2 separate regions of the Macaca mulatta genome follow, and region 1 is linked to region 2. Evidence: chromatin contacts called from public Hi-C data. All regions are on one chromosome and are shown on one strand. The core of a region is the stretch at or near the end of the contact, and the rest is flanking DNA. Distances in the headings are between cores, read along the strand shown. Region 1 holds the start of PTPRM (protein tyrosine phosphatase receptor type M). Region 2 has its middle 45 kb from the start of LRRC30.

Evidence for each region. Hi-C and Micro-C count contacts between places; a contact is called where the count stands out from the background.
Region 1: a Hi-C map of liver shows a contact between it and region 2, with 9 times the contacts expected there. The contact joins the promoter of PTPRM here to the enhancer-like site in region 2. A contact is called at or near these places in 5 of 14 Hi-C or Micro-C datasets (blood, fetal cortex germinal zone, fetal cortical plate and 2 more).

The regions. Positions count from the first base shown.
Region 1 is chr18:78,631,919-78,636,192 of T2T-MMU8v2.0, forward strand. PTPRM (protein tyrosine phosphatase receptor type M) reads left to right here and starts at 2,535. Exons shown (of 34, transcript XM_077975163.1): 1 at 2,535-3,142. It overlaps LOC106994417, which reads right to left. Exons shown (of 3, transcript XR_013408328.1): 1 at 3,066-4,274.
Region 2 is chr18:78,361,747-78,366,041 of T2T-MMU8v2.0, forward strand. No RefSeq gene overlaps it. Among named protein-coding and RNA genes, the nearest start is that of LRRC30, 45 kb to the left of the region's middle. Within about 2 kb of position 2,590, at least 15 of the 40 cell types and tissues checked have an H3K27ac peak or open chromatin away from gene starts, as enhancers often do.

The DNA.
Region 1 (4,274 bases), core at 1,285-3,784, 270 kb after region 2:
TGAAATGTGGTTAAAACTAAATCTCTACTGCTGAAAAAACAAGTCAAAGCAAATGTCCCACTGGGAGGATTCCTACAGCATCCCTTCCTTAGAGGAAGTCCAATCCATTCATTTCAGCAGTGGACTTCCATTTAGGCTCAAAGGCTGCTCTGACCGGTTACCTATAAGAGGGAGTAAACTAACAGTAGTTGTCATGAATTGAGAGGGCAGAAGCTGCTGGCAAAAATCCCACCACCCTTTGAAATGTGGATGGAAGGCTGCAAAGGGTAGTCAACTTAACATTGTAAAGATAGAGAACAGGGGTAATTGAAATTTACAGACCCTGCCCCTAAGCTTTAAGTAACAATCGGAAGGGACAGGGTTTGTAGAGGTTACCAAGGGGAGTCCTGTGGCAGCAGCAGTTGGAGTACTGGCAGGGCTTTCTGTCTACTGCCTCAGTGGCAGGTCCGAAGTGTGGTCCCTTCCTCTTCCATCCTGCTCCTCCTCGTCCCCCTACCAGGGGATTGAGTTTCCCTTGCCCACAGTCGTAACCTGCTTATTGACACATCCCATATCAATGTCTGCTTTTTTTCCCTCTGTCTTGCTGTCTCACCTTCCTTATAGTGATTTCTGGGATCACTTCCCCAATTCGAAACCACTTATAGTTAAATCCTAACCTCCAGGTCTGTTTCTGAGGGAACCCAGCCTAAGACAACTTCCAGTACTTAGCACAGTGCCTGACATATGGTATTGCCTCAGCAGATATTTGCTGAAAGAATTAAAATACTTCGCAAATGAAATCCCACCCTAATATTAACTTCACCTAATTTAAAGAAGTTACTTATCAAGATCAACTTTTATCCCCCTAGCTTGCACCTCTGTCCTCCCACTAGCAGAAAAACTCCATTGAAAAGCCTATTACTATTTTTTTTTAAAAAAAAGCAAATTTGAACTCCAGTATAGAACACAAGTACATCAAAATTGAAAGCCTAGGTTGCAGATTTGACTCTCCGCACTTGCTGATCTTGAAGACACTGCTTCCTTCCTGAGATTTCAATGTTCATTTCACAATTAAAGATAAGGTTCCATAAGCACATAGTTGGGAGAAGTGGCAGGATGATGTAAGGTCATATTAACAAGTAAATGATTAATATAGAGACTTCTAAAGAACAGGTCTGGAAAGTATCTACTAAGTGGACTTCCTGAAGTAAGAGGAGTGTTGGTTGCTACACTAAAGGCAAAAGTCTTCTAGTCCCCAAATTTGCCTTAGGAGGATGACAGCTCTATCTTTCTTGGTTCTGGTGTACATTGGAGACAGGGTCAATTTGAGAGTAGAATCCATTTATTTTTTGCGTCTTTATAAGCACTAGAAAGCAGTGAGCGCTGAGCAGAGGACCCCTCTTGTGGGAAAAATGCAGGAGAACTCCCGGGTGCCTCTGCATCACCGGTTTGCCTTCTAGCCAGAATCATTGCTAGAACCCTGTCACTCAGTTACTTTGGTTCCTAATTTAACCTCTTCCCAACCCTTCTATTGCGTTCAGTTAGCTAGGCCAGGAGCTTACAGCTGTCTGGTTGGTGCTGGCTCAATGTGCTTATTCCCTGGAAGATAGAAGGATCACTTACAAAAAATTTTACAATTAAAATAAAAAATTTACTCTTTGCTGAAGCATTGTAAGGTTTTTTTATTCACTCAGACCCAAAATAGTAAAACTAAAATATTTCAAGACATTCCTTGATTCACTCCCCACTTTTCTTTCTCCCGTTTCCCAGCACTTTGCACCAGATACAGAAACCACGGGTTATGTCCAAACCCTGGTTTTGGTGTGACCACCGCCTTCCGTGTACTGCCTGCGGCTCGCTCCGGGCCCACACGGGACGCCGAGGCATGATTAGGAGGCAGAACAGCAGAAACGGCTTCCCGGGCGCCACTGCTCGGGGCCAGCGGCGTGTACCCCGCGGGCCCGGCCGGGAGCGGGCTGGCGATCGCGGGGCTCTGCGCTCCCGGCTCCCGCGCCATCTCCCGGCGCCCGCCAACTTCGCTCCGCCCGCGGCGCAGAGGACCTCGCAGCCCTCTGGAGCCTCCGCGATCGCCTGGCTCGCGTTTCCCGCAGCCGCCGAGGAGCGCAGGCCCGGCGACTCCGGGTGCAGCTGGCCCTGTGCGGTGACATCGCCGTCCGGCGCCGGGCTCGAAGCCGCCTGGCTCGGCCCGCTGGGTCGCAGGCCGCTGGTCCCGCCCGGCCGCGCTCACAAACTACTCGCGGCTCGTGACCCGGGACAAACTTCTGGCGGCGGCACAGCCCCTTCCACAGTCACCCTCCCCAGAGCCAGCCACCAAAATAGAAGACGCGGCCGGGGCGAGGAGGTGGGCGGGGGGAGCCTGGTGGCCGCTCCTCCCCGCGCGGCTGACGCCCGCTTCGGCGGCGGCAGTGGCGGTGGCCGCGGGGCCGCCCCCAGCAGAGCTCCCGGAGGCGCTCGGGCGCGGGCCGGCGGGGCGCGGGCGCTCACGCCCTCTAGCGGGCCGCGGCGGTGCCGGGCGGCCGTGACGTGAGCGCTCCCTTCAGCCGGCCTGCGGGGCACCGCCAGTCAGTCGGGGAGCAAGAGCCCCGCGCGCAGCCGGCGCGGGCTCGGTCATCGGCGCGCCGCCGCCCGGGGCTGGGCTCTGGGCTGCCTGTGGAGAGGCAGCGGGCGGGACGCGCGCTGCCACGGCCACGGCCACCGCCACCGCCACGGCCACGGCCGGCAGCTCGGGTCCCGGGTCCCGGGCAGGGGAAGGCGAGAGGCGGCGAGCTCAGCCACCGGAACCGAGGGAAGATTTTGGCTCCGCGGGCTCGCCCTCAGCTCCCTCTGACAGCGGCGCCAGACGCCGAGTGGGTCCAGGGACAGGGGAGGAGGACCCAGGACCCTGTGCCCGCGCCCCTGGAGCCGCTGGAGTTCGGACTTCTGCAACTGTTGGCACCTTGGGGGCTTGGCTCAGTGCTCTGCTGTTTACCCTTCCCTCCTCGCTGCCTCGGAACCAAAGCTCCCGGCCCCCACCGCCCTCGTGCGCCCACCCACCGCCGCCGGGGAGCGGCCCGGCGCGCACTCACCACCATGAGGAGACTTGGGACTTGCCTGGCGACTTTGGCCGGACTTTTGCTAACTGCGGCGGGCGAGACCTTCTCAGGTAAGCGGGACCGCCTCTGCCGTTCCCGAGACGCGCGGGCCGGCGCGGGACGCCGGCAGCTCCCTGGTGGTAGAGCGCTAAGGCTGGCGTCGGGGCCGGGCGGGAGGCGCGGCGGGCCGGACACGGCTTCTGCCTGTGAGCCGGGCGCTGGGCGAGGGGCCGTGGGGCTGGCAGGCGCCCAGTCCTCGGGCGGGCGGAGCGGACGAACCCCGAGGGCAAGCTCCCCAGCCGGGACTCCCAGCTCGGCTTCCGTCCTCCCGCGGCCTGGGCTAGTGCTCAAGGTTGGGCGGCTGCCACTATGAGTCCCTGGCCGGCTGCAAAAGGAACAGCAGAAAACTTTGCTTGAAGTTCCCAGTTGCAGCCACCGGGCCGCCTGGCGTAGGCGCTGCGCGGTCTCCGCCGACCCCGAGCAGCGGCCGGGCCCAGGCCGCCGGTGTTCGGCTGCGCCCGCAGCGAAAGCCGGGACCTGGCGGCCGCTTGGGCGGCGGCGATCTCCCGGTGTCCTGCCCTCCCTGTCGCCCCCTGCCCGGCGCGGTTGGCGACCCTGGTAGGTCCCCGCGGTCGCGCAGCGTCTGCGGAGAAGCCGGGGGAGTTCCTTGCCGGTCCCAGCGGGAGGGCTCGGCGGCCGCGGAGGGAGCGGGCAGGTCCCCAGGCCCTGGTAGCCACGGCCCTGCGCCCCGCTGGGCTCCCCCTCCCCACCCTCGGCCCCCTAGCGGAGCGCGCGGCCAGCGGCAACTTGTTCACCCAGCCCGGCTGCTCGGGGGTCCCAGGTGGGAAGGAGAGGCACTGGCGGTGTGCGAGCAAGCGTGTGAGTGTGCGCGCGTGTGTGCCTGCACGCGCACGCGGGGGCGTTCTAAGCCCAGGGGAGCCCCTCATGGAGAGGATCTGTGGATCGGAGTCGGGGGTCCGGCGTGGGGCCGAATCCGGCACGCTGTCACAGGGGTTTACAACCTCCAGGATCACCTTTATTACCTGGATGACACAGGTGGATGGACGGCAAATGCTGGCCCATTTGCACACCTTTCTAGTGTTTATTAGATTAGTTTCATTAAGGTCCACATGCAGTGGGGGCGGTGGGCTTCCTTTTTCTTTTAATTAAAAAAACCTGCTCCTTTGTCTTAAACTTGGTTTT
Region 2 (4,295 bases), core at 1,340-3,839:
CCCATCCTCACATTCTCCCAGGCCAGGCAGCAGAAGAGCTGAGTTGTCAGGAAAGCGAAGTCATGTTCCAGTGTCCCACGGCATGTATCTGAGATCAGCCATGGTGATCACGTCATGGCCAGGAGGACTCTGTCAAGTGCCGCTCCAGCCTTTTGTGTTTCCTTTGGCCTTTGGAATTAATCCCCACCCCTGATTCCTTTTCAGGTTTTCATCTCTAGCTCACCCAGGCCAGACAGTCCTCACACACATGCACCACTCCAAAACTTGTTTCAGGAAGTCATTTAATTGGAAACCCTTTGAGCTTTGGAGTCACACAAATGAGTCTATGTTTTGTTTTGTTTTTTTCTTTTCTGTGGTATATTTGCATTTTAATCCTCATTTAATTTTGTCTAGAAGTACTACATTTTTTATTGGGGGTTTCGGAAACCGGGAAATGTGTCTCACCTCCCCTCAGGGAGGGGGTTAACAAGTACTATTTATTATCACCATCATCATCATCCTCATCATCACCAGTAGTTTCAAAGCTCTTACATGGGACCATCCTCTCCAATACCCTAAAATGGTAACTACAAACTGTCAACCACTGCCCCCATTCACAAGATTCATGATCACTACCCACAATATCAAAGACACGGAATCAAGCCAGATGGTCACTCACAATGGATAGGATTTTTTAAAAATGTGGAATGTGTACATATACACTGTGGAATACTACACAGCCATAAAAAGAACAAAATCATGTCCTTTGCAGCAACATGGATGCAGCTGGAGGCCATTATTCTAAGCAAATTAATGCAGAAACAGGAAAGCAAATACCACATGTTCTCACTTATAAGCGGAAGCCAACGCCAGGTGCAGTGGCTCACGCCTGCAATCCCAGCACTTTGGGAGGCCGAGGCAGGGGGATCACTTGAAGTCAGGAGTTTGAGACGAGCGTGGCCCCAACACGGTGAAACCCTGTCTTTACTAAAAATGCAAACATTAGCCGGGTGTGGTAGTGGGCGCCTGTAGTCCCAGCTACTTGGGAGGCTGAGGCAGGAGAATCGTTTAAAATCGGGAGGTGGAGGTTGCAGTGAGCCGAGATCGCACCACTGCACTCCAGCCTGGGCGACAGAGCGACACTCAGTCTCAATGATAATAATAATAAGTGGGAGCCGAACATTGGGTCCTCATGGACATAGAGAAGGGAACAGTCAACACTGGGGACTGCCAGAGTGGGGAGGGACAGACGGGGGTAATGGCTGAAAAACTACCTAATGGACACTGTGCTCAGTACCTGGGTAACAGGATCATTCAGACTCCAAACCTCAGCATCACGCAATATACCCAGGTAACAAACCTGCATTTGTACCCCTGGCATATAAAATAAAGGTTGAAATTACTTTTAAAAATAAGACTCACTATGGCTTTCTCATAAAGAATACTGGAAGGCCTCCTTCTGGCTCTATCATGCTATGGTTCCCTGGCACGGGTTCTTGTAATCTACTTATTGTATCTAATCTGAAGCCATAATCACTTATTTCCACACATGAACTGTGCCATTTCGGTTTCATCTGCCAAGAGTTTTGTCAGAAAGCAGGGATACCCCAGAGGTTCCACGGAGGCACTTTTTTTTTTTTTTTTTTTTTTTCCTGAGTCTTGCTCTGTCGCCCTGGCTGGAGTGCAGTGGCGTGATCTCGGCTCACTGCAGCCTCTGCCTCCTGGGTTCCAGCGATTCTCCTGAGTCAGCCTCCTGGGTAGCTGGGATTACAGGCACATGCCACAATGCCGGCTAATTTTTGTATATTTAGTAGAGTTGGTGTTTCACCATGTTTGCCAGGCTGGTCTCGAACTCCTGATCTCAGGTGATCCGCCGGCCTTGGCCTCCCAAAGTGCTGGGATTACAGGCGTGAGTCACCACGCCTGGCCTCACAGAGGCACTTTTACAGAGGAGTGCCTGGTGCTGGACAGGCAGCAAGTCCACACACTCTGGACAGGGCCAAACACCTTGTGGAAACTACACGGCCACGGCAGTCACGCCTAGAATCCTTTGTGCGGTGTTCACATAGACTGCTTTAGCCCAGATTGTGCCACTCAGGGCGCCTGCCTTGAAATACCCGCGATGTTCCGGTCCGGGTCTGACGATGGCCAGCAGGTGGCACTCTCGTTTTAGGATTCCAGCTCCCAAGTAAGTAACAAGGGAAAATTTCAGGCCCATATAAAAATTTATTTATATATTTTTTTCTCTGCCAAGCCAGAAATGTACTCCATTTTCTTTAATCAGGTTCATTTACTTCCTACTGTGGGACTTCAGTTGGGTAATAGTCAACCAGACTTCTCCCCCTGGCTCCTTTCTTTCCTGGAGCAGGGTATTTAGGTTTGAGATTTGCCGGAGTTCGGGAGCTGTATGTGAAGGCCTTGCAGAGACAACAGAAAAGCTGTGTTTTACACGCAGAGCTCGACTGGCCATCCCCGGTAGCTCCAAGTGGCCTCGTGCAGACACAAGGGCGCATCTGGCGGGGGCCATGTTTACCCTGGGGTTCAGAGACTGTGTCTGCTGCCCTGTCTGACACCAGCAGAGCCCACAGGAGGGAGCCCCAAAGCTGGATGAAAGTCCCGGCAACAAGGAGAGGGAGGCTGAGGCTGAGGCTGAGGGCTCTGAGCTGCGCCTTGATTTCCTCCTGCGAGGTGCACAGCGCATGGACAGCTGCAGACAGCAGTGGGAGCCCTGGCTCACTCACTCCTTCACTCACTCATTCATTCAGCACATACTCATGCAAAGCCTCCAGGATTCCAAAAACTCCATTTTGTATATGGTATCAGCCAGCGTTCAGCCAGGGAACAAACCACACCAGTTATCTGAAGAGAGACAATATAATAATAAAGAATTGTAAACCATGCATTCGGTTGAAGCCGGGGAACTAAAAAAACAAAAGGAGAATGGTGGATGCCAGGGAGGAGGTAACAGCAGGGAGTGGCTGCCACCCCTGAGGCTAGGGACACCAGGACCTAAAAGCTCAGGGGCCCGCAGAGCTGCTCAGCTGCTGCTGGTCTCTGGGTGTGTGTGATGGGGTTGGCTGTGAGTGTTAGAAACACTGCAAACTGGATTCAGCTGCTGCTACGGTGAGGGACTGACATGGCTGGGAGGGAGTGTGGGCACTCAAGAATGGGGAATGGACAGGAAAATCAAGTCCCTCCTTGCTCTTCCCTCCTTACCAGTTCCTTCTAGCACCTTCCACTGGCACAGCCTGGCAGGAAGCTGGAGGCACAGCAAGGATGTGGCTCACAGTTCAACCCCACCCTCACAGGGCAGAGTGCGGACTGGGGTTTGGAGCCCTGAGACAATAGTTGAGTCCCTGGCACACTCACAGAACCGCATTCTCATCCCCGGAGGCTGCGACCCAGCCTGGCAGCGGCGGGAGGAGGAGCAAGTGGGACTGGAGTATTGGTCCTCAGCACATGGCTCCCAGCCTAGACGGGAGAAGGGAGTTGGTTGACTCATTTCCTTTTATTGCTCAAATGTGACACACAATTTCACTAAAGGTCACACCATAGCACAGCTTATTTCCTCTCTTTTGCCAGAAGTTCCTTATAAAATTTCCTCAGTCTATCTTTTCACACCCCTCCACACCCGTGACATCCTCATGGTCTCTTAGCATGGTTTTACTTTTCATATAAATCAGATCCAAGCAGAGGGAAGCATGTCAAAATGCCACTGTGGCTCTTTTGTTACATGAAAATGTTGAGTCGAATTAATGCACTTTTAAACTAGACCTAGCTACGATGCTTTTCAACAGCTTTCATCATGATGGTAACGTCTTCGTTGTTAAATCTCATCGATTTCATAGGTATTGGCATTTCCATTCTTTGATAGGATGTTTACTTATGCATTTTTTCTTTTTTTTTTGAGACAGTCTTGCTCTGTCATCCAGGCTAGAGTGCAGTGGCATGATCTTGGCTCACTGCAACCTCTGCCTCCTGGGTGTTCAAGCTTCAAGCGATTCTTGTGCCTCAGCCTCCTGAGTAGCTGGGATTACAGGCCTTTGCCACCACTCCCAACTCATTTTTGTATTTTTAGTAGAGACGGAGTTTTGCCATGTTTGCCAGTCTGGTCTCGAACTCCTGACCTCAGGTGATCCACCCACCTCAGCCTCCCAAATGCTGGGATTACAGGTGTGAGTCACCGAGGCTGGCCTGCATTTTTTCCTTACTTTTTCTGAGATGGAATCTCGCTCTGTTGCTCAGGCTGGAATGCAATGGCACGATCTTGGCTCACTGCAACCCCCGCCTCCTGGGTTCAAGCAATTCTCCTGCCT